Linked DNA regions of Mus musculus: regions 2, 3, 4, 5, 6 and 7 are each linked to region 1. The links are chromatin contacts, called in public HiChIP or PLAC-seq, Micro-C and promoter capture Hi-C maps. All regions are on one chromosome and are shown on one strand. The core of a region is the stretch at or near the end of the contact, and the rest is flanking DNA. Distances in the headings are between cores, read along the strand shown. Region 1 holds the start of Rassf8 (Ras association (RalGDS/AF-6) domain family (N-terminal) member 8). Region 2 overlaps Itpr2 (inositol 1,4,5-triphosphate receptor 2). Region 3 overlaps Itpr2 (inositol 1,4,5-triphosphate receptor 2). Region 4 holds the start of Bcat1 (branched chain aminotransferase 1, cytosolic). Region 5 overlaps Lrmp (lymphoid-restricted membrane protein). Region 6 holds the start of Fgfr1op2 (FGFR1 oncogene partner 2). Region 7 overlaps Itpr2 (inositol 1,4,5-triphosphate receptor 2).

Region 1 (3,110 bases), core at 563-3,062:
AAAAAAAAAAAATGCAGAATTCAGGTAGTGTGACCCCAGGAATGGCATGGGCACCTTCGGAACTGAGTCTCTCCAGGACACTGACACTAACTGAAAACCTTTCCTATCTGCACAGTCAGCCCCGTGACTTGGCTCCCTCTAGGGGCTCTCTGCTGTCCCCCAAAGCTCCTGTAGCCCAGAAACAGGGCTTGATGGCAAAGATCTCAGTCCATTATGGCCAATTGAGCCCGGTACGGAAAGTACCATCTTGAGACTCTTCAAGGGAGGGGTGACTGATTGGGAGGATTTTTAGAAAAGATTTAATTACCTACACTGCAAATTACACTGTGTTGAATCTGATCCTCCAGTAGAAGAATCATCAAAGCGTGTCCAGTCTTCTTAAATGGAGTATTGGCCGTGTGTACTTTTGAGGTTTAGGGGTAGCTCCCCATGGAAATATATACGATCACAAGAACCATTAACATGACCACTAGAGGATAAAGCACAAACCACTTCCCAAACTGCTAGCGCAGTTGTCCGGAGCCCTGATTCCTGGGTTTATCAGCACCCCACCCCCACCCCCACCCTGCAGTGGGCTGACATTCCCGATTGCCTCCAGCAAAGAACAGGTTTTTGGGTTTAAAAAACAAAACAGGAAAGGTGCCGGTTTTCTGTGCCTCCAAGGTACGATCACAACCCCTGGCAACCACAGATTAAAGACTTTTAAAGAAGAAAGAAAAACTACCTACACCCCCACACACATACACATACACACACACACACACACACACATACACATCCCAAAACTGGGCAGAAACGCAGAGATCACCACATATTTAATATACTTCCCTGGGACAAAACGTGTCTCATGAAAAATGGCTGAGCACCAATCTACAGTTAGGTATCTAAGTGTTCGTCCCTGCTGTCAGCGGGTTGGAGGGATTTTTTTTTTTTTTCTCCTTAACGCAAGGCTTTGATGTGTTGGCAGAGCTGACCTGACAAGCTGGAGTAGGCTAGGAAACGTGTCCTGCATATTTCCTTCTGTGCCTCCAAAGATTAGGACCAGAACTGACTGCGATTAAACCCTACCTAGGATCCAAGGGCTTGAGCCCTTGATGCTGTTCGATGCTGGGAAAGTAGTGGTTCCGCAACCCCGGGCAGCTCGGCGATGCTGAAATGAGCAACCCAGCCCCTAGCTGGTCTCCGCCGCCCACCACCGGGCCGCAGCGGCCTCGCACGCCAAGCCCCCGACCCTTAAAGTTGAGCCTCCTATGATTGCCCTCTGCAAGTTTCCAGGGTGCAGGACGCAGCCAACTTTGCAAGCCGCCTCTGGGCGACTCGCTTCCCCGGAGGGGCTGGCCACCGGGGAGGCAGGGCGGCTACGGTTCAGACAAAATGCAGAAGCCTTCCAACCGCCACTTTTCCTTTTCCAGAGGGGAAGCTCTCCCTCCAGGCGAGCATCCGATTTCCATCTGGAGAGGGAGAGGGCCGACCGCGCATTCCCCTCGCCCACAAAAGTGGCCTCTAAAGTCGCTCGCCAAGGACACCGGGAAGGAGGCGACCCCGGGCAGGGCCAACTTTCGGGAGGCGAGGTGAGGGCGCGAGGGTGACAGCGGCGCCGCGGGGGGCGCGGGCCGGGAAAGTTGTACTTACTGCGCTCGCAGCCCGTCCTCGTAGTCCCGGTGCACGGCCCTCGGCGGAGGCCCGGCCCGCCCAGGCTGAGGCGGCGGCTGAGACGGCCGCGGCCGGCGGCGGCGGAGGGCGAGCGGCGGGCCGGGGCTGAGGAGGCCGGGCCGCAGGGCGGCGCGCGGAGGGCTGAGCCGGCAGAGAGACGCGCGGGGAGGGCGCACGCCGGCCTGGCCCGGCAGGGAGGGCGGTGCGCAGCGGCGCAGAGGAGGAAGGGCGGAGGAAGGAGGGCGGGACCGATAGGGCCGCGGAGCCCCGCACAGGGGCGGGATGAGGGCCGCCGCGAGAGCGAGCCAGCCGGGGAGGCCGCGCCGGGGCAGGGAGGACGAGGTCTGGGAAGTGTGGTGGGGGGCCGAGGAGGCGGGGCGGAGGGCCTGGGCGGGTGGGGCGGAGGCCGAGGAGGCGGGGCCAAGGGCCAGGGAGGGAGGGGCGGAGGGCCAAAGAGGCAGGGCGAACGGCCCGGGAGGGCGGAGCGGAGGCCTAGGAGGCGGAGCCAAGGGCCAGGGAGGGAGGGGCGGAGGGCCGAGGAGGCGGGGCCGAGGGCCGTGATTGCAGGTGGGCAAGGGAGAGCAGGGTGCAGAGCTGGAGAGAGCTGGATGCAGGGCTGAGAGGGGGGCGGGCCGAGGGCCAGGGAGGAGGGCCAAGAGCCAGAGGCTCCGCCCCTTTTCTGGTCGCGGCGCTGGAGAGAGGAGCAGTGTTATACCCCTCACCAGCTCGGGTTACAGCGGCGGCCCCGCCTGCAGACAAGGTTCGGGACAGCGCGGTGCGGCTTTGTGGGAGGCGCTGAGGCCGGTGGGCCGGAGCCTGGCTGAGGTTAAACATTTCCTCCAGTCGCTCGCAGGCTTGGGGTCGCCAGGCCAGTGAGACCTTGCAGCTGACCGCTCTGCGTCTGCTGACAGGAAAGAAGGGAGAAACGGCCCAGCCTTTCCAAGGACTGGTTTGAATGGCTTTTCCTGTAGAATAACTGTGAATTGATGTCCACCGCAGCAACCAGTGATGACCGTTGCAAGTGAGGAGAGATTAAAAAAAAAAAAAAATGAAGTGAATGAATCGAATGTAACAAAGGTTTTAAAAGAGTTGGGATCACTGGAAAGAGGATTGTCACAAGTTCGAGGTCAGTATATGTTACCCTAGCAACAAGCAGTATCAGACCTCAAAGAGTGAATCATATATTATTACACACACACACACACACAGAGAGAGAGAGAGAGAGAGAGAGAGAGAGAGAGAGAGAGAGAGAGGCAGGAATTTTGCCAGAAATTCAAGAACAGCCTGGGCTACATTCTTTGGTTCCAGGGCATCCTGGGCTACAGAATGGGACTGTCAAAAAAGAGAAAGAAGTCTAAGTCGAGCATTCTCCAAGGCATAGTTTGGATTGCTTTTCCTGAGTAGCTGTGATTCAGCAACAGCACCCCCACCTCCCTGAGCAGCAGGCCATGATAGAG
Region 2 (3,149 bases), core at 492-2,991, 600 kb before region 1:
GCTAACCCACTTTATACAGTTCCTCATTGAAAATGTGTTCCTAGGTGATTCTAGGTTGTGTCAAATTGATAAAGCATTACACTGTTTGAGTGGAGCCATAGTGTAATTTTGTGAACTATTAGCATTCAATGTCACAAAAGGCATTAAGATAAAAAAAATATGTCTGAGTAAGTGAATATAATGTGAATTAAGACAAAATAAAAATGTTCACTGTGTTTCTTCACAGCTCTTGTCCCTGACATCGACGAGATTGCGGCTCAGGCAGAAACAATGTTCGCTGGAAGGTACTGTAATGAGTGTTTATCTTATATATGAGTATATCTCACTTAGAATTTTATCCGTAGTTTGTTATCATTCATCTTTTTACACATATTTAGATACCCTGGTTGCTGATAACATAATTTCTCCCATAAATGAAGCTTTAAATTTATTCTAGAGGAAAAAAGATGACTCTCATTTAAGCCATCTTTAAAAACTGGCAGAAATCGGGTCCGCATAGTTAACTCTCTCAGAATTCTTAGCTTTTATTTCCTTAGATGATGAGAATACAAATGTCCTTAGCTCTGTTATATAAACATTGTAACACATCACTTCACCAAGTCAAGAAAGTAGCTTCTTTTGATGTTGTCTTTAGCTTTATGCAGGAGAAGCCAGGCATTTCTTCCATCCTTAAGTGTCCATGATGGAAGAAAGTAAGGCGCCTCAGGAACCCGTGCGTGATATGTGCTCTCCTTTGCTACCATGTCCCTGGCGTGTATTGTTGTGAAGTTTCTTTTTCAGAAATGGATTAAGAGCAACCACAATGAGAAAGTACATCTCAGAATTACTGAAGTTCATTTTTATTACAGACCTCAGGTAGCCCGAGGAGACAAAATGTTTACCCTGTACCTTTCTAGAAAGGGGAACAAGAATTAAGGTTTAACAGAACCCCAAGATCCACAGTTCCGTGCTAGCCTAGGCTACATAGTGTGACTCTGTGTAGGGGAGGAGGGTGAGAGAGAGGGAAGGGAGGCTGGGGAGGGAATGGAGGGAGGACCGGAGCCCCCAAAGACTTACTGTTTAGTGAACATTTGGTGTAAGCTTATTTTCTGCTGTGATACTGGCCTTTGTTATGATTTTCTATTGCAATATTTTATTATTCTGGGGCAAAAAGATAAAGGCAGTCTGATTTTCTTTTCTTTTTTTAAAATATAGCCTTTTCAGACTTTTCTTTTTAAAAAAAATTTTATTTATTTTATGTATGTGAGTACACTGTCCTGTCACTGTCTTTAGACACACCAGAAGAGGGCATCAGAACTCATTACAAATGGTTGTGAGCCACCATGTGGTTGCTGGGAATTGAACTCAGGACCTTTGGAAAAGCAGTCAGTGCTCTTAACTGAGCCATCTCTCCAGCTCCTGTGATTTTATTGTCAAATGCAGACATGAGCTGCATAATGACCCTGGCCAGTGACACCCCAGGTGTAAAATAGCAAGAACTGAAAGATTCCCGGAGACAGTGACCTCATAGCCACCCTGCTGTCAGATCACAGTGTGTTAGTCAGGAGTCTGGAGAAGTGTGTGGGAACCACCACACAGCTGGCTGTGTCAGTGTGTGGCATGTGCAGTCACACGCAGAATGTAGCACTTGCAAGTGATAGTTACTGGTTTATGTGTTGAGTATACTTTGTCTCTCTGTGTGTATCTGTGTGTAAGAGTATGCATTTGTGTATGTGTCTGTTTGAGTCTATATGTGTATCTGTGTGTTTGTATGTATGTGTGTGTGTGTAAAAGAGTATGTGTGTATATGCATGACTCTGTGTGTGTCTGTATGTGTGTCTCTATGTGTATCTGTGTATGTATGTTGGTATGTGTGTATAAGAGTATGTATGTGACTCTGTGTGTCTCTGTGTGTATATATGCATGTGTATGTGACTCTGTGTGTGTGTGTGTGTGTGTGTGAGAGAGAGAGAGAGAGAGACAGAGAGGGAGAGAGAGAGAGAGAGAGAGAGAATGCACAACCGCGGCTTACATACCTTGTCTCCTGACTGTATTACTTCTCCTTTGCTTCAGTTACTTTTGTGCTGCTTTGTTAGCCCTGATCCAAGAATCAATAGATTATACTCTGTCAGTCTGTCTCTCTATCATCTATGTATCCATCCTCTATTTATATATCTCTCTATACCTATTATTTAAAAATCATCTGTCTGCCTATTATCTATGTATATTTATGTATCATGTGTATCAATTATCTGTCTGTGAGTGCAACTATCTATTGAGCTATCACTTCTCTGCCTACCAGTTCTAGTTATCATTCATCCATATGTACATCTATCTGTTGTCTGTGTCCTATCTCTATGAATCTGTAATCTGTCTCTCTGTCATCTCTCTCTTCCTCCCACCTATGGAACCCACATGTATTGCATAACACATATGCTAGGCTATACAGACTGGCACAATTGCACAACTGCCACCTATAACAGAGCCATCTGAGTATGTGCTTCAGAACACGGTGCAGCACCAGCAGCAACGCATGCCTTCAGATAGACCTTTCACCCAGTGAATCTTGTTCCCAGTCCCACTGTGCCAAGCACACAGAGCCCCAGGGGTGATGGCTGTGCACTGTGACTGTCCCTCCCCAACTGCCACGTGGTGATTTCTTGGGCTCTGGGGGAAACCAGCCATTGGTTGATTTCAAAAGGGGGACTCTGAGGGATAAAGGGGGACGAGTGGAAGGGCAAGGAAGACAAAGAAGATAGTGGGAAAATTTGAACAATGATCTACTTATGAAAATGTGATAATGAACCCCACTCCTTTATTTGTATGCTAACTAACAATTAATGAAGAATGATCTTGGGATTACTGAATGCCTGCACCTCCCTGTGTTGTTGATCGACTCTTGAGATTCTCCAGGAACCACCTTTGTCCCTGTCCCTCCATCAATGATAGGAGATTAAGAAGCAACAATGTCTTCCTTTTAATTTCCTGTTTTGGGAACACAAGGGATAAACGCTTAAAAACGTGATATAATTGAAATGACTTTAATATAGATATCATGTAATTTGTTGTTTTAGAATTACTTTTGGTTTTATAGAAAAGAAAAAACTCCAGTTCAGCTTGATGATGAAGGAGGCAGGACGTTCTTACGCGTCCTCATCCACCTGATCATG
Region 3 (3,381 bases), core at 722-3,221, 660 kb before region 1:
CAGAGAGTCTGTGTTTTCCTTAAAGTTAAAATAAACAACCCTTAAACAAAACCCAATTATAACAACCAGAGCTGGCCTTGAACTGCTGTACTGATGCAGTCTGCCAGAGGTTCTGACAGTATCTGCAGATGTTTGATTGACACAGTTGTGAGAGGGACTGGACATCAAGAATGGCTAGCACAGAGGGCTACCTTCTCCTCCCTGACAGAATTATCTAGTCCAAAACACAGAGGCCAAGAAGCCTTGATCCTCACTAATCTGAAATTTCGAGGTCACTTACTGAATGCCTACTATGTGGAAGCGCTGACCTGGTTTGGTGCTGGGGGCACAGGTGTTAAGGTGTGGTTACTGTCCTCAGGTTCCTGCGGTCCCCATGGGAACCATGTAACACACCACTGAGCTGCGGGCTCTTACCGTTTGATGGCTTCCATCATGCATCAGTGCACATGCTAAAACCAGTAAATTTAAAGAAGGCAACTTTAAACTAAGAACAGAAAAGAGAAAGAAACCCTACAGTGTTATGATCACAGTTCCCAGGCACAACCCGTTAAACCAGCATTCAGCTATGAAGTTAAGTCATTCAGAAGAACACGATGAGCTTATGATTGTTGTAGAAACAGAGTCCAAGGCAAGCAGAGCACTTCCTGTGGGGCTTCAGCAAGCGATTGTGCACCGAGCATGCGCAGTGGGGCTTCTGCAAGCGCTTGTACACCGAGCATGCGCAGTGGGGCTTCAGCAAGCGATTGTACACCGAGCATGCACAGTTGTAAGCCACTGAAGACCAGGCTCTACATTATGGTGAATGTAGAAAGCATCAACGCTTAGGACAGCACTGGAGGATACACGTGGGTTTTATTCTGCAAGACCATGAGTAGCCGAGGTTAAAAGATGCCCTTCCTCAGCATGAGGAGACTCGCCACACAGTGTTAGAAGATGCAGATTAACTTTCCAGAAACATAGAGGGCCAGAAAACCAGGGTTGAAATGTAGAAATAAGCATTTAATTACAGGACGGGTAATTCAGACATTTGGACTTTATGTGATTGCAGACTTGTCACCTGTCTCTCTGTAATGTCACTTCCTTGGGACACATGAGTTAGTCAGTCAAGGTGAAGGTGGCAGATGCGGACTGTACAACTGTGCAGACGCTGTGACTTAGAGACCTTAAGTTCGGGACCGTGCCTGTGGGAGAGAAAACAACGTCATCTGAGGAACGGCTAACACAGCCTTGGAACCAATCCTGCCCCGTGGGAAGGGCAACACTCGGGCATCTCTGCTCCCCATTCACTGCTTCAGACATTTCCACACTGTGGAGCTCAGTCACTAAAGCAACAACTTGGTATTTCTTTCCAAAGCAAGACAAAGCAAAGAATGTAAAATAATTTTGTTAAAGATTTCACATGGCCTTTGGCTTGGCAAGCCAGGGTCTCATTTTGTTTGGACTCGAACTTGCTATTTTTCAGAGACTGGCTTTGAACTCCTGATACTCCTGCCTCACCTTCCAAGTGCGTGCCGCCACACCTGGCTGTCATATTTCCTTCTAGAGTAGCTTACTTGGGAGTTGGGGAGAGCTCAGTGAATAAGCTGCTTGCCTTGAAAGCACGGGGTTCTTGCCATTCGGGACTTACCTGAGAAGGGCCAGGCGTGGGGGCCTGTGCTTGTAATCCTACCATTGGGTAAATGGAGACAGGCTCTGTGGCCAGCCAGCCTAGCCCATCAGGAGGGCTCTAAGCCAGTGAAATACAGTGTCAATTAAAAAAAGAAGTGAGTGATGTACACCACACACACACACACACACACACACACACACACACCCCAGTGAAGAAAATGGGCTCGCTTATTTGTTTGTAACTAGGTCAAGCGTCCACTAGATGGCACTAAACCCCTACTTCCTAACTCCAATACTCCTAGGAACAGTTAATAAAAAAAACCACTAAAGTGCTGGAAGAGGACAGTCTTGGCGTCCCATGCTCTGAGAGTGAGGAGGCAGGAGGCCAGGATTGTCTGCAGCAGCAGCAGCTGTAAAGTTGAGTCTGAGGCCCACATAGAAGACACTTTCTAGAAAAAAAATAAATAAAAAGAAAAGAAACAAACACCAACTAAAACAAAACCCCAAAAGCAAAACAACAGCAGCTAGCTAGGGAAATGGCTCAGCTGGGAGATTGCTTAAGCAGATGACGGCTATCCCTGGGACCTGCAGTGTGGTTGGCGCTCCTCGCTCAGGTTGCCAAAGGGTCTGGTGCCCTCTTCTGGTCTCTACAAGTACTGCACCTGCATTCAGGAACCCACTTGTGCCCCCACCTTCACCCCCACCCCCAAAGGACTAGAAAGCAAGACTATGAGCGTGAATCATGGGCTTCTGTGATTTCAGTCTGTTTCCTTCTGTTGTGTGAGTGTAAGACTGCTGGCATCCTGCATCTGACTCGGTACAGTTAGCGAGACTCTTGTGGCGACCTGACTTTCTCTTCTGCACACTGCACTTTAATTGTGTGTTTTGATGAAGGCTACCTGTCGATATTGCCAGTAACCACTACATTCTCTCATCCACTCTCTCCACCTTGTGGACCCTGAATTTGATCTTGGCTATCTCACGGTCTTATAAATGCATGAAATATTCTTAGAACTCGGGTCATTTCCCCACAGTGACACCTCTCCTCCCCGGTTATAGGCATCACAACTTGGGAATCAAGATAAGCATATCTTTCCATGGCAGTTTCTACACTTAGATGCTGATGACTGTAAACATATAAGACTGATGTAAACATCATTCATTTAACAGCCTCTTTCGTGCGGCATGATCTTCCCTTTAGCTTAAAAGCCTCTGAGGTCCCGGGAAATCTTTCCTTCAGCATAAGAGCCTATCTGTGGAGTCGTTCTGTTTTGGCTCACACCTTTCTGTTTGCTGGAGGCAGGAGAGGAGATGTTGCAGTCTCTTGGGGTGTGGCTTGCATTCCTCAGACCTGTCACACATGGCTCTGTGTGACATTCCCGTCAGTAGCCCACATCTCATCTGTGAAGAATTAAGGATTAAGAACATTTCTCAGAAGGGGAATTGTGAAGTTAAATGAATGAACTCTCAAAAGCATTTTTAAAGAAACATCACACAAGAGGTTCTGCAAACTCAAATTAGTCCTACTTCTCTTACTTGTGGTGATCTCTCTCCCTTATCTCCTGATTAAAATTCAACCTGCCCTTTAATGGTTTCCTTGAACACCAGGAATAATTATTTTTTTTAATTTTATGCATATGAGTATACTGTACTGTATGTATGTCACTGTTTTCAGACACACCAGAAGAGGTCATCAGATCCCATTACAGATGGTTTGAGCCCCCATGTGGTTGCTGGGAACTGAACTCAGGACCTCTGGAAGAGCAGTCAATG
Region 4 (3,302 bases), core at 637-3,136, 670 kb after region 1:
CCAACCGACCCACCAATGAAACTCTGCAATGGTTTTTAGTGTATGGCTCCCACCTAATTTTAGAACAATTTTATCACCTTTTCTCTGTCTTCTCCCTCCCTTCCTGGTTTGTTCCTTTCTCCTCACTACCCAGGTGACCGAGGGACTGAGCTCAGGGCTGGGTGGATTCGGGCAAGCACTCTAGTGCTTGAGCCATAGCCCAGACCTAGAAAATCTTAGACATCCAAGTTAGGAAGTCTTGCACTGATTCACCAGATTGGCCACCACATACCAGCTTCTTTTCAAACTGCACAATGTTTTCAAGGTTTGTCCATGGTATACACATAACTGCTTTTGTTGTTGTGGTGTGTGTGTGTGGACATGTGGACATGTGGTGTGAGCCTGTGGAGTGTATTTGTGTGAATGGTATGTGTGTGGTGCACATGTGTTGTATGTGTGTGGGGGGTGTGTGTATGTGGTATGTGTGTGGTGAACATGTGTTGTGTGTGTGTGTGTGGTATGTGTGTGGTGCACATGTGTTGTGTGTGTGTGTGTTGCTTCAGACTCGAGTTGCTGGGACTACAGGCAGGCAGCTCAACGCCTTGCTTCATTTCCTCTTACTGTGGATCAGTGCTCCATCGTATGAACAATAACCCAGGATGTCTACACTCACCACTTAAAGCCCACAGCGCTGCTTGAGTTAAAACCGATCTGGACTACAGTCTTCTGAAGGGAAGAAGTTGTTGCTGTTGTGCTGGGTGCAAAGATAACTCAGTACATTTGTCAGGATAATTCAGCTATTCATTGTTCACCTGGGCAGTTTCATTCCAAGCAGCAGAAAAGAAAAACAAGGGCTGCAGAGATGGCTCAGCAGTTAAGAGCACTGACTGCTCTCTCAGAGGTCCTGAGTTCAATTCCCAGCAACCACACGGTGGCTCACAACCATCTATGATGGGATCTGATGTCCTCTTCTGGTGCATCTGAAGACAGTGATGGTGAACTCACACATAAATAAGTCAGAAAAGAAAAATGAGAAGAAAGAAAACATTTTTAAAAAAATAAATAGGGCTGGCGAAATGGCTCAGTGGTTAAGAGTGCTGACTGCTCTTCCGAAGGTCCCGAGTTCAAATCCCAGCAACCACATGGTGCCTCACAACCATTCGTAACAAAATCTGATGCACTCTTCTGGAATATCTGAGGACAGCTACAGTGTACTTACATATAATAAATAAATCTAAAACAAACAAACAAACAAACAAAGGATACAGGCAAAACATGGTCGGGGAAAAGCCTATTCTCTCCTAGGGAGTTAAGAATGAAAATTTCACAGCAAAGCCTTCTGCTTAGATTTACTAAAAAGAAAGTTTTCAGATTTTCAGAGAGATCCTCTCCTCAACTGAAATCCCATCGGTGGGAGCCTTGCCTGAGGCTTGTGTGGACGCAGGAAGGAAGTTATCAGGTGGTGAGGACCATTTCACATTAAATTACTTCTGTATGTGCACATCAAAGGATGCAAACTAAGAGACGACTACAGAGCGTAGACCACAGACTGAGAGTGAGAGTTCCATCCAGGGCTCAGATGGTGGAAGGAGAGAACCGGCTCCTGCCAGTTGGCCCTTATCCACCACTGTCCCTGTCCATCTAGCCACCCGCTCCTATTCAAAATCTATTATATTTATTTAAATGTTATAAAAATTAGAGAGAAAAGGAGTTGGTAAGAGTGGTTGTATTTGAGAGTTGTCTGTGGGGTGTGGAGCGTGAGAGCGAGACGGAAAAACCCAAACTCTTCTTTATTATCCAAAATATACCTTAAAACTTCCCAGTTCTGAGACTAGATCCTAGTACAGCGTATGATTGGGGGAGGGACTGGGGAGGTAGCAAATGAATCAAAGACGCTTTCAGATTTGTCCTCCTCTGCTACCTCCCCTCCTGCGATACAAATCACTGGAGGGGATCAGTGTCTCCACCCTGGAGTGAGCCAGAGGTCGGACTGTAGCTCGCGGCTGAGCCAGTCGCTGCTGATGCAATCCGCAGCGGAGCGCGCCCAGCTCTCCATCTTCCGCGCTTGCCGACCGACCCTGAGCGCCACGTGTCACTGCACAGCCGCCTCCTCCAGAGGAGACTCACATTTGCACCCAGGAGCCGGAGCCACGACCCAAGCCACGAGAAATGAAGGTAAGCGTATTGCTGAAGTTCATGCTGGAATGCAGCTACTCACCCACCCGGAATATCTCGGACACTGGGTGGAGAGAGGAGGATGGAAGGACCAACTTGCTTTGTCCCCCGTCCTGGGCTACTAAGCGTGGGGATCTGGCCTCGTATCCACCCGCAGATGCTCCCGCTCCGGTTCTTGTCCTGGTTCTGTAAATGCGGTACCCAGATTTAGAGGATGCCACAGCGCCTCTCCTACATGCTCCCTAGGCGGGAAGAAGGACCGTATCGTTGCGTTTGAGCTGCCCAGAGATAGGGTTTGGCGAGGATGCTCGGACGCTCTTCTGGGTAGTTGTAATAGAAGGGGGAGGAGGACCCTCTTATCTGCCGAAAGCAGATCGCTTGTCTTTTAAGGTCCAGGTTCCAAGTGGAAGCTTCCGAGTTACGGACCACTCGAGCTTCAGGACCAGAGAGTGCAGGCGGTGAACTCTAATTATCATCTGAGATAGCTAGCCCAGAGGCCAGCCTGAGGCGTTTTAAGATATTTTCCAGAGCCAGAGCTCTGGCTGTCTGAAAAACTGCCAGATCTGAAAAGTTTCCTTTCCGAAGGGAAATGATGCTCTGTCGGCTGTGCAGTCACCTAGTCTCCCGCAAGGAATATTCGAGTAATAAAACGTGGGTTTCGGGGAGCTACAGAGCGGAGCCACGTTTCAGTTTCTGAGGAGGCGGAGGAAGTTAGACACTCAGACTGCTCAAGCCTAGCTGGAGGGAATCCACACGTCACGTCTCCATCCCCACTGTGCCGCCCTCGCTCCTAGCCCTGACAGATAGATAGATAGATAGATACCCTTTCTCTTTTTCTCTCTCTTTTTCTCTTTTCCTTTTTCTCGTTTTCTCATTTTCTCGTTTTCTAATTTTCTCGTTTTCTCTTCTCATCTCTCTCTCCTCTCCTTGCCTCCCCTCTCTTCTCTCCTTTTCTTTACATTCTTTACCTTATCTCACTAAATCATATGCCTTTATAATTTTATCCACATGCATTTAATGTATTCACTATCTCTCTTAATCATTTGTTCATTCTGTATATATCTACCTTAAAATATAAGTTCCTAGACTCCATAGATGGGCAGTCTGTGTATAGGGAAAAGCTGGAAGCCACAAGCCAGCTGAGCAAG
Region 5 (3,186 bases), core at 419-2,918, 570 kb after region 1:
AATAATGGTTTCCTTTCTCTTCTTGAAACTCAGGAAAACCTCTGCATGCTGGCTTCAGTGAAACTGAGGGGCAAGGGACTCGAGTTTCATCTAAAAGGAAAATGGATGGCTCCTATACCCTTCATTCTGGCTTTGAAAGAGGCCGGGCTGAACATCTTCCCTGCTGTATACTCCCATTTTTATGTGGTCATCAACAATAAGGCAAGAATGTATCTCTCTAAATTTAATGTAGTGGGAACCAAGGACGCTGCTGCAGTTCAACTGTGTCAGGGAAAACACCAGGAACCCAGGTTCCTCTCAGCTAAGATCAGCAGTGTGGTGAGGGGGGTTTGCGGTCCACACCGTCACTGCTGTGCATTGTCTTCGTTTTCATGCAGGGACCACCAGCCCACACAAACACGTCCCCATGGCTGTGTGCTGTTCTGTGCTGCTCCAGGGACTTGGCTCATGAGTTCCTGTGTGAATTTGGGGCTCCTAGAGAATAGGGCTTGCAGATGGCTCTAGCAGCCAGCCTGGCCCCAGAGTGCAGGCACCTGGTAAAGCCCCGTGGTGATAAATGGAAACGCAAGTGCTCAGATTTGTAGGCAGAAGAGCTCTGTACCCAAGAACACCGCCACCACTCTCTGGGGCCCTTTCGCCTGTCAGTAACTGCGTAACACCTGTCAATCGTGTCCTGAGGGTCTGGACGTAAATGCATAGGTAGAAAGGTTTGCAGAGTTAACTGTACTTACTGCTCTGTTCCTGCCCCTGCCCTGGGAGCAACCTTCTACCAGAGAAAGGAACATAATTGAAATGGTCCTGAAAAGTAGGACCACACACAGTCCTCAGCAGGGTGCCGCGTAGAGCCTTGGACCGCAAGGTGTGTGGCCATCAGAGCTGGAGAGTGAGGTGGGTATGCCTCAGGGGGTGTTGGGGAGGAGGCTCGCTAGGTGGAAAGCACAGCTGCAGCCACACCCTGGGAGAGCAGCCCTCGGTCTGGTCTGCTCTGCCTACGCTAGGCTAGGAAGGATGCAACGGTAGGGGTCGGCTCACAGAGGTCAGCTCACAACAGCCTTAGTGGACACTCTTCACCTTAGGGGGTGTGCAGAAAGGGAAAACCATTGCCTAATTTTGAGAGTAGAGCCACAGAATCCGATTTCAACCTTGAAACGAACCCTTCTGTCTGAAGGACAGACTACAGAGAGGTCTGATGGAGACGACGCTTGCGGGACATTGTAAGACTGACTGTACGTATCCTCCCGTGGACAGGTACCCCAGGTGGAGTTGAAGGCCTATCGGCAAATGGCCCTGCTGAGCTCTGCCTTCTCGTTTGGCTGGAGCAAGTGGAACATGGTCTGCAATTCCACAAGGGTTGTGATTCGGGTAAAGTGTGCAAACCCAGAACCTAGAAAACACCCGAGAAGGGAGGGAGGGTGTGGCCCCCTCCACCTCTCAAAGATGTGAAATGAGCATTCAAAACCAAGTTCTCAAGTTCTGAGTTCTAGCCTCTCAGACCTTCACCACTATAGTGCCAAATGCCGTGCCATTGTGTCTGTGTTGACTCCAGAGCAAACAGGAAAACCATGTGTGTGGGAGTGTCTGTGTGGCTCATAGCCCTCTACGGAGGCCAGGCATTCAGCATAACTTCTGACACATCACTGTGTATGAGTAGGAAGGACACTGTTTTCATGCTCAAGGTTGACTGAGTTTCTCTCCGAGTTGTGTGGGAAGCCAGGGTCTCATACACGTTGTGTACCAAGTGCCCCACCCCTGAGCTCCGCCCCTGAGCTCCGCCCAAGCTCCACCCCCCAGCTCCATTCCCGAACTCCACCCATGAGCTGTAAAGCTGTAAAGCTTTCCTTGTTGCTCCCTACTTGAGTACAGCCTCCTTGAGAGCTGGGTCTCACTGATGCAACCAGTGTCTCTGGTTTGGGTGCCCGCTGCGCCCTCATCTCCCAGAGCGGTAGCTGGGCACAGCATAGGCACCCGGGTACCAACCAATGCTTGCTAGATGCTTCATGGTTTAAAGCAGTTCAGAACCACAGCACGCAGAGTGCCTTTTGCTATGTTTGCCAACATGCTCCTTTCCTTCCAGCACTGGGGAGGCTGAGCCAGCCTGGTCTACCTCATGAGAGACTTATCTGCAAGCTGGGTAATTTGGGTACCCAGCAGTTCCATCTTCCTTCCTTGTGTATGTTTGGCAATCCCAGAATTCACGTTCTCTTTCTAGGTGAGGGAACAACTGTCAGAAGAAACAGAGCACCATACCTGGTCGCTCCTCATGTTCAGTGGTGACAGAGCGCAGATGCTCAAGATGCAGGAAGAGAACGACAAGTTCTCGGAGGCCCTCAGGGAGGGCACCGAGTTCCACTCCACCTTGTACCACATGATGAAGGACTTCGCCTCCCCCGTGGCAATGGAGAGGGTCAGGCATTCGAACTGCCAGTTCATCGACTCAGTGTGCTACATGCTGCTGTCTATCCGCGTCCTCAGCTATTCCTAGCTATTCCTAGCCCTTACAGCGTGTGTAAGCATGGTGGACCCTTATACCGAGAGGAATCAGGTATCTTTCCAGTCAGCCGCTAAAGTGATTTAAGAGCACCAGGCGTTCCAGCCACACTGCACAAAGATTTGAATGGTCTTTATTTGGATACATCTCAATAAAGTCTGATGCCTCTCACTCAGAAAGCTCATTAAAATACCCTAGGTGGGGTCCCCTCCCTTTTGTAGTCCCCTGTGCTTTTGTTGGGGAATAAAAAGATCCCAGCTGCTGAGGACCCTAGCTTTGCACTATAGTTACTAAAAAAAAGTTACCAATTTACAAATCTCAGAAGGAAACGTTAAAATCCAAGGGTACATTGAGCTGCACGTCAGTCACACTGGCAGTGGTCCATCATGCCCGAGTCTGGTAAATGGCCATAAGATGTGTTCTAGAGACAGCCAGGAGTCCCCCTCCTGTGTGGGCGCAGCCTCCACGGCTGTCTGGAAGAGCTGACCTGTGAGGAAGCTCATCAGCGCTGCGATCAGTATGATGATGAGCCCCGTGAGCCAGAGTGCTCTGTTGGCTCTTCTGAAGGACGCCTGCAGGTGAGTGACCCAGGAAGCCACTGAGCTGCAGCTGTGGGGAGGGCACAGACGGAGAGGGTGGTCACTGAGTGGGGCCTGGAGACTCTCCTTCGTTCAGGGGACACTGGTCTCTGAGTGCCA
Region 6 (2,982 bases), core at 335-2,834, 830 kb before region 1:
GATATTATATACAATCTCCAACCACTAACAACAAAAGTACAATTACATAAGTGTTAGGAGTACATGACTGCTCATGTTCAAAGCAGGTAAGTAAAGGCTTTTACCCTAAAAAAAGTTCCTTTAGGTTCTAATATTCTGACTTCTAAGAGACAGAATTTTTATATCAAATTCTTTAGAATGACATTATAAATAAATATATATATGTGCGTGTATGTGTATATATATATATATATATATATTGCTTGCTCTGTGCCAACACTGAGATAGCATTTGTTTTAAACATGAATAAGACATGATTCCAGACTCAAGTTCAAGCTGGCAGGAGAGACAGGTAATTGAACAAATAATACATCCTAATGAATACTGCAAAACTATGTCAAGAGCTATCCGAGTTCATTGTACTGTCAATGTCACCGGAGGGAGTCTAAAAAGAATCATCTATGAATTGGGTTTTGATAGATGATAAGACAGAAGGAAAAGCAAGCATTCTAGCAGACTATATGGACTCACATGGCACAGTGTTTGGAAAGGAATTAGGGGTGGCAATAAGATGACACTGAAAAGGTAAAATATGATGAGATAGGATGGTAAAAAACCCTGATGAATCGATATGCTTAAATTAGAACTTGAAAAAGTTTCAGGCGAATACATGTCACAGTAAGTATGGAAGGCTGAGGCGGGGACACCGGTTTGGGGTGGAGGAAGGGCAACTGTAACAGTCACAGTGAAAGAAGCAAAAAAACCTGGTGCAGTGTGAGTGGAATACAGAACGTAGGCAGTTCTGAGGTCCGTGTTCTGGAAAGGAGGACGGGAAGAAAAGAGAGTCCTCACTCTTGAGGAGCAGACACAGATGCTGGTAGCAATATAAAAAGCATGTGTCTTTCAAAGAAAACCTTAGAATGGGATAAAGAAAGAATGCGTGCAGACCACACACACCAATAAGCATCCTGTCCACACACATCACTCTGAAAGCAGAGAACTGCACTGTTCTTGAAAATGGTGGAATGCACACACTTGGAGCTTCTGAAACATTTGTCTGGAGAAAACCAGTTTTTCAACTTGAAACCGAATTTGGAAGGCCGCTGAGGGACTCAAACGATCCCAGCAGCTCCCTCAGGACCGTGGCTAAGTCCCAGGCGCAAACGCGGTCAAGTGTGCTGAGGTAAACTCAACAGTGACAAGTCCCTCAGGCCACCGCCCACGGAGCTCCCGAGTGGCAGGAAGGGGAACCCGGAAGGGGTGTCCCGCGGCGTGCAGGCCCAGGGTTTTCAGGGAACTTTCCGTACCTCAGTTCCCGGCAGGACCTCAGGGAGAGCACGGAGAGAGGAAGCCCGGCTCAGAGGCTCGCCCACGCGTGTAGTTATTCCACTGCGCTTCAGTCCCCCTGGGGCGACGACCACCCGCGAGGTGGAGTGCCCACGGAGTGGTCTCCGCGCCCTCGCTGCGCCTGCTCAGCGAGCGGACGCACAGTCCTGCTCACACAGCGGCGGGACGTACGGGAAACCCACTCGTCTCGGCCCCATCCCGGGCGGACCAGAACCTCCGCGACCCGCAGCCGCTGAGCGACAAGCCTCGCGAGACTTCCCTCTGCTGGTTCCCGAAGGCCCCACCCCCGGTAAACGGCTGGCCGTTGATTGGAGAACGGGGAGGGGGCGGGGCTTCTCTCCTCGCCCCCCTCTCAAGGTTTTGCTCTGCCGCTCGCACACTCTCGCGTGTTTTCCGAGGGGCTACCGGCCCGGACTGGAGGCGGAGAGGGGAGGTTGGGTGGGTAGGCTCTGCCTGTCCAGAGCCGAGGCTGGCTTGTCCCGGCCGTGGCTTAGTACTTTGTGGGGGGATCTCTCGGGTCGTCCTGACCGTTCTTCCCTACGGTTGATTGGGAACAAATGTTAAAGGCTTTTTTTTTCCCCTCACTTGCTCCGCCCTCTTCCGGTTCGGCCTCTGGTGGCTTCTAAGGAGAAGGGAAGATGGCGGGGCTGTGCGAGAGCGCCGTGCGCACGCGCGAGTCCGAGTGCGCTCTTGTGCTTGCACGCGCATGCGCGCGCCCCTGCGTTTAAGCAGCCGGAGTGTTGGGAGATGAGCCGGGCAGTCAGTCTTCTGCGGGTTGTACCAGACCGACTGTGCGCCGACTCCCCACCCACCCTCGTCCGCCTTCTCTCTCAGCCTCCGTTCATTCACTGCAGGACCAGGCACGAAAGTAAGCGAACCTCGATGCCGAGGTCTTCCCCATCCACTCACCTCGTTCGCCGCCCCCCACCCCCCTTGCAGTCAGGTGTGTGCAGAAGGTTTGCAGACAGGGACTTTGGCGGGGAGGGGCGGTGCGTTCCAGAGCAGCAGGAGGTAATAGCGGGACCCTAAGGTGGTTTGTTACCTTGAACACTTGCTGTTTCCCAGGTGCTTTAGAATGTAGGTTTAAAAAAAAAATTTTTTTTTTTTTGGTCTGTAAAATTTTAGGAGCGAAGCAGGGCAGTGCACCACATGTTCTGTGTTTATAAGAAAAAGTTTTAGAAGTGTTTTCTCTTCGCCAGCATGGGATAGCATCTGCTTGTTGTGGTCTACGTGGTGAATTACTGTAGTGTATTGCAAGTGGAGGGAGAGGATGAGTTTGAAGCCATAGAAAGACGCAATATGCAGTTACCGTAGGAGATGTGTGTCTATTTTGGGTTGTACTTTTGCTGTCAGTCTTTTCCTGTTGATTTCCCTTAGCCCCTAACAAGGATCACCATAAATACATTTGAGGAATTAGATCTGTGATTTGTAGGCATAAGAATCAAATACAATGTGCACAGATGTTTTCTTCTATTTTAAGTGCTTTGTAAAAGAAAAAAAGAAGTATGAACTAACTTCATTTGGTAGATAGACTGCATGGTATGATGTGGCATATTCTTTGAACTGGCACCATTACTTTGGCCTTTTTTGCACAAAATTCTCAGAACTTAGGATCCGTATCAAATCTTGAAAACACACTTAAGTGAGAAATCATTT
Region 7 (3,346 bases), core at 262-2,761, 520 kb before region 1:
GGTGATGGGCAGGCCATAGGGACTTGAGGATGCTGCTCTCTTGCTGGTCCCTGTCTTCATGGCTCACCTCCTGGTAGCAATATTTACATTGAAATCTTTTGAAAATCACTTACTATAGTGGGTGCTGTGGAGGAGGACAACTTTGTGAGTGAGGCTGGATTAAGCTTAGGTTTGAACCAGGCTTACTTGCCTATCTTGTCAGGCCTGGATTCATTTTTTAAGCATAAATTATTTGCACAAACTAATAGCATTATTTGTGACATACTTCTGAGTGTCTATAACATATTTTGGTTGCTCCAACTTCAACACCTGTGTATATGGCCTCCCTGCCTCCTTAGATGTCAGTGGGCAGACCATAGAGCAGGGCTACAATTGAGATGCAATATCACAAGTTACCAGTAGGCGTCACTGTTCCATAAATGATGTCTCTTGGAGTAGCTGAGTACAAACCTTTAAATTATATAAATGTTTTCATTTCTTCTCATTGATACTTTGAATTCTCACTATATAATTTTAAATATTCAAGCCAGGTGAGATCAAAACTGTTTCTACCTAAATCTAGTTCAGGTTTTATTCAGAATTCTAGTCATTGGTGTTATTTTAAACAACTCTTCCCCTGTTTAATTTTAGCTACTGTAATATTAAATCGCTTCCTTCGGTATTACTTTGGTATTTAATAAAGACATAGGTGCATCTTGGAATCCTGAAAAACACATGTTTGTCACTTCTTCTGTGTGTTTGTGGGTAGTCTCTGCTTTCTCTTCATGTGTCAAGTTCATACCATCGCAGGTTGCCTGCCAAGCTCTTGTTTTTGAAAATAGCAGGCACACATTGATTGCTTTATACCTGGGTTCAGGATCTTTGTATGTAGATAGACTTTTTTTTTAGAATGAGAATTCGAATACAGAAAAGGATAGGTGTCCATTTGGCATTCAGTGCTTTTTCACTAGGGCCCAGCATTAGCATAAGAGAAGGCCTGGGGGTGCGTAGATGCTCAGTCACATTCACCACACTCATGTGAGCTCAGCGTTAACAGAGTAGCATCACCAGGAAACTAGATATACTCATGATATCTCATGATAGTGCGTGTTCTGTCCAAGCGCTGGGAACAAACCATGTGTGTCTGGAGTTAGTTGTTCCTTGGGGCTCACATTTGGAGAAACACTTATGATTGACAATTGGTTATACTTACTATAACATCTTAAATAAATTATCCCAATGTAGCCACAATCTAAAAGTTTATTTGAAAGGGCAGGGGGAGAGTTGTACAGTGTACATTTGACACCTGCTTTTGCTGTGGCTTGTGGTGACTTCTGTCCTGATATGATCTGTATACAGTGTGATCACTTTTAAAAAAGACCTCTCCCTACTGGTAGGCAGGAAACCGTGTCTTGTGTTCACTGCCAAGAAAGTCCCCAGGCACATGACAACACATGTGTACACTGCATATCAGAGCTGCAGGGTGTGGTTGGAGGAGACACGGACGGCTGAGCCACTGAGGCGGCTCTGCCAGCAGCAGCCTGTGGTTATGTAACTCCTGCAGTGTCTGGCGCTGTGCTTCACTGGAGACAAGTCACGTGCTGTGCAATGCCATTGCCTGAAATTCAGTTGCTCTGAAGGATCCGTGAGTCTGCGTGAGAGAAGCTTTGGCCGCTCTGTACTAGAAAGCAGATGTTGATCGGCTGCACATAACTGATGAGTGTGCACACTAATTCCAGCAAGGACATTTGCTGTCTGTCTGTCTGTATCTCATTATGCTCCTGAAGAGAGAAAATTAAGTATTATGTAATACGGACAAATAATGAAGTGGAGGGAAGCAACTCAGTCCTCCTCACTAGAAAAACTTGTCCCACATCACTTAAAAATATTTTTATGATGATTCAGCAATTAATGCAACAACAACAACAACTATTCCTACTACTACTACAAAAGTAACATACTGGACATTATTTTTGGGAATTTGTGTAGGTAGCAACCAGTATTTTCCCCCAATGCGTGGTCTATGAAGGAAAAAGGAAATTTGCAAATTTTAAGGAACATTAGTGAGAAAAAATTAAATTATGAGTTCAAGTGGACTTTTCTTTTTAAAAGATTTTTATTTTATCTTTGTTTGTGTATGTGCATCTGCATATGCAGGTATCCACATGGGCCGTGGAGGGTGCCAGACCCTTGGGGCCTTTGTCCTTGTGGGGCCATCTTTCCGGCTCTTCAGATAACCTAGAAGGTTATCTGAAGTTAGAAACTTTGGGCAGATTTTACTTTCTTTGTGAGAGTTGTGGAATTGGGACCAGTCAGAAATTCACCCTTATTATATGGCTGAGACTTCAGATTGCATCTCTCAGAAGGAGATCTGGAGTCTGCAGGAAGGCAGCGGTCGGTCGGTGTAGGGAGAGAGGCTGAGGGTTCATTTATCTTCCCTGGGGCCTCACAGAGAACCCAGAATACAGCCAACTTGGGCTCAGCTCTCCTGACCGCCTCTGGCTTCCTGCCTGCAGGATTTCAGCAGTCAGACCGATGCTAATGGCTGTGAGTAGAAATCAAAGGCCCTGAAGCCCAGACTCAGTCCACTCTGCTGTGTCAACAGGGATTAGCTGTTCAGTTCTGTGATTTTGGGTAGGTTCCTCTTAAACTGTAACAAAACCAATGTTGTTCATTTTTTTCCCTCTTGCAAAAGGTCTTTTTATTTTTCTCTTATTCGTTAAAACCTCCGGATGGGAGTTTGTTGAAATCCCCATTTTTATTCCAACCTTATCGTACATATGTGGATTCTGCGTGTTGTTTTCTAACACACTCAAAATGAGATTATAACAATCAGCTCTTTCATAGATGATCTGACTTAGGCGGGACATTCGACACACGTGTGTGATTTACTTTCCTGTCAGCAGAATGCATGTTTGTAGGAGGCATGATCGTTCCACTGGACCAAAGGGTAGCAGGGCAGGGTTAGGCTGCTAGTGGTGATGGGATATGGGTTTCAAACAGACCATTGAGTGTTTCACATGTCTGTGCAAGTGGTCCACACCAACAGTGTGCGAGCGGTTCACACCCACGGCTGCAATTTAGGGCAATGCTGATTAATTATCCTTGGGATGCGGGTCCCAGGAGGTCTGCTTTTGATTTAATTTATCTAATATTCATGTGCATGTGTCTGGTGCACATGTGTGTATATGCATGTTTGCATGTGTGTGGTGGACTCAGGCTTGCATGGGTGCATGCGGAGGCTGGAGGTTGATATCAGGAATCATCCCAGCTGCTCTTTCATACCAGACACAGGTTTCTCAGCCAGACCCGGAGCTCTCCCGAAAAGGCTAGTGTCTCTCAGCTTGTCCTGGGGGTCCCCTCTGCC

The links. Promoter capture Hi-C pulls out the DNA fragments that hold promoters and counts their contacts. A called contact is a pair of places that touch in the nucleus more often than the background predicts. HiChIP or PLAC-seq counts read pairs in DNA pulled down with a chosen protein or histone mark.
Region 2: a contact with region 1 is called in a promoter capture Hi-C map of pre-B cells, with 2.7 times the contacts expected there. The contact joins the enhancer-like site here to the promoter of Rassf8 in region 1. A contact is called at or near these places in 7 of 39 promoter capture datasets (the 3T3-L1 cell line, cranial neural crest, hematopoietic stem and progenitor cells and 3 more), 1 of 15 datasets of contacts at CTCF or cohesin (large pre-B cells), 1 of 484 Hi-C or Micro-C datasets (bone marrow-derived macrophages), 2 of 115 datasets of contacts at active chromatin or transcription factors (bone marrow-derived macrophages and embryonic stem cells) and 1 of 9 other capture datasets (adipose tissue).
Region 3: a contact with region 1 is called in an H3K27ac HiChIP or PLAC-seq map of the NIH/3T3 cell line, with 3 times the contacts expected there. The contact joins the enhancer-like site here to the promoter of Rassf8 in region 1. A contact is called at or near these places in 6 of 39 promoter capture datasets (the 3T3-L1 cell line, 3T3-L1-derived adipocytes, cranial neural crest and 3 more), 2 of 484 Hi-C or Micro-C datasets (the N1E-115 cell line and adipose-derived mesenchymal stem cells) and 4 of 115 datasets of contacts at active chromatin or transcription factors (the NIH/3T3 cell line, bone marrow-derived macrophages and embryonic forebrain).
Region 4: a promoter capture Hi-C map of hippocampal neurons shows a contact between it and region 1, with 2.4 times the contacts expected there. The contact joins the promoter of Bcat1 here to the promoter of Rassf8 in region 1.
Region 5: a contact with region 1 is called in a Micro-C map of embryonic stem cells, with 4 times the contacts expected there. The contact joins the enhancer-like site here to the promoter of Rassf8 in region 1. A contact is called at or near these places in 1 of 484 Hi-C or Micro-C datasets (embryonic stem cells), 1 of 115 datasets of contacts at active chromatin or transcription factors (embryonic stem cells) and 2 of 9 other capture datasets (adipose tissue and liver).
Region 6: a contact with region 1 is called in a Micro-C map of embryonic stem cells, with 10 times the contacts expected there. The contact joins the promoter of Fgfr1op2 here to the promoter of Rassf8 in region 1. A contact is called at or near these places in 1 of 39 promoter capture datasets (hippocampal neurons), 2 of 484 Hi-C or Micro-C datasets (both in embryonic stem cells), 1 of 115 datasets of contacts at active chromatin or transcription factors (bone marrow-derived macrophages) and 1 of 9 other capture datasets (adipose tissue).
Region 7: a contact with region 1 is called in a promoter capture Hi-C map of pre-B cells, with 4 times the contacts expected there. The contact joins the enhancer-like site here to the promoter of Rassf8 in region 1. A contact is called at or near these places in 13 of 39 promoter capture datasets (the 3T3-L1 cell line, 3T3-L1-derived adipocytes, the C10 cell line and 9 more), 3 of 484 Hi-C or Micro-C datasets (the N1E-115 cell line, adipose-derived mesenchymal stem cells and bone marrow-derived macrophages), 8 of 115 datasets of contacts at active chromatin or transcription factors (T-cell acute lymphoblastic leukemia, embryonic basal ganglia, embryonic limb bud and 5 more) and 2 of 9 other capture datasets (embryonic stem cells and liver).

What each region holds. Positions count from the first base shown.
Region 1 is chr6:145,745,489-145,748,598 of GRCm38.p6, reverse strand. Rassf8 (Ras association (RalGDS/AF-6) domain family (N-terminal) member 8) reads right to left here and starts at 1,812. Exons shown (of 5, transcript NM_027760.3): 1 at 1,633-1,812. Gm15704 (a long non-coding RNA gene) reads left to right here and starts at 225. Exons shown (of 4, transcript XR_869590.3): 1 at 225-1,571; 2 at 2,565-2,779; 3 at 2,962-3,110.
Region 2 is chr6:146,347,158-146,350,306 of GRCm38.p6, reverse strand. It overlaps Itpr2 (inositol 1,4,5-triphosphate receptor 2), which reads left to right. Exons shown (of 57, transcript NM_019923.4): 24 at 227-284; 25 at 3,074-3,149. Among named protein-coding and RNA genes, the nearest start is that of Gm35596, 130 kb to the right of the region's middle. Within about 2 kb of position 1,741, at least 5 of the 459 cell types and tissues checked have an H3K27ac peak or open chromatin away from gene starts, as enhancers often do.
Region 3 is chr6:146,408,886-146,412,266 of GRCm38.p6, reverse strand. All of the region lies in intron 9 of Itpr2 (inositol 1,4,5-triphosphate receptor 2), which reads left to right. Among named protein-coding and RNA genes, the nearest start is that of Itpr2, 92 kb to the left of the region's middle. Within about 2 kb of position 1,971, at least 171 of the 459 cell types and tissues checked have an H3K27ac peak or open chromatin away from gene starts, as enhancers often do. A contact at or near this core is called in the N1E-115 cell line, the NIH/3T3 cell line, bone marrow-derived macrophages and 1 more, where this site is marked.
Region 4 is chr6:145,074,741-145,078,042 of GRCm38.p6, reverse strand. Bcat1 (branched chain aminotransferase 1, cytosolic) reads left to right here and starts at 1,886. Exons shown (of 11, transcript NM_007532.5): 1 at 1,886-2,154. The coding sequence starts at 2,149.
Region 5 is chr6:145,174,348-145,177,533 of GRCm38.p6, reverse strand. Lrmp (lymphoid-restricted membrane protein) reads right to left here. Exons shown (of 19, transcript NM_008511.4): 19 at 2,606-3,097. The coding sequence ends at 2,854. Casc1 (cancer susceptibility candidate 1) reads left to right here. Exons shown (of 16, transcript NM_177222.4): 14 at 34-201; 15 at 1,249-1,362; 16 at 2,210-2,662. The coding sequence ends at 2,482. Among named protein-coding and RNA genes, the nearest start is that of Gm15543, 6.3 kb to the left of the region's middle. Within about 2 kb of position 1,668, at least 52 of the 459 cell types and tissues checked have an H3K27ac peak or open chromatin away from gene starts, as enhancers often do. A contact at or near this core is called in embryonic stem cells, where this site is marked.
Region 6 is chr6:146,576,513-146,579,494 of GRCm38.p6, reverse strand. Fgfr1op2 (FGFR1 oncogene partner 2) reads right to left here and starts at 1,584. Exons shown (of 7, transcript NM_026218.2): 1 at 1,287-1,584. Ints13 (integrator complex subunit 13) reads left to right here and starts at 1,660. Exons shown (of 18, transcript NM_138757.2): 1 at 1,660-2,194.
Region 7 is chr6:146,269,491-146,272,836 of GRCm38.p6, reverse strand. All of the region lies in intron 37 of Itpr2 (inositol 1,4,5-triphosphate receptor 2), which reads left to right. Among named protein-coding and RNA genes, the nearest start is that of Gm35596, 51 kb to the right of the region's middle. Within about 2 kb of position 1,511, at least 182 of the 459 cell types and tissues checked have an H3K27ac peak or open chromatin away from gene starts, as enhancers often do. A contact at or near this core is called in 3T3-L1-derived adipocytes, the N1E-115 cell line, T-cell acute lymphoblastic leukemia and 8 more, where this site is marked.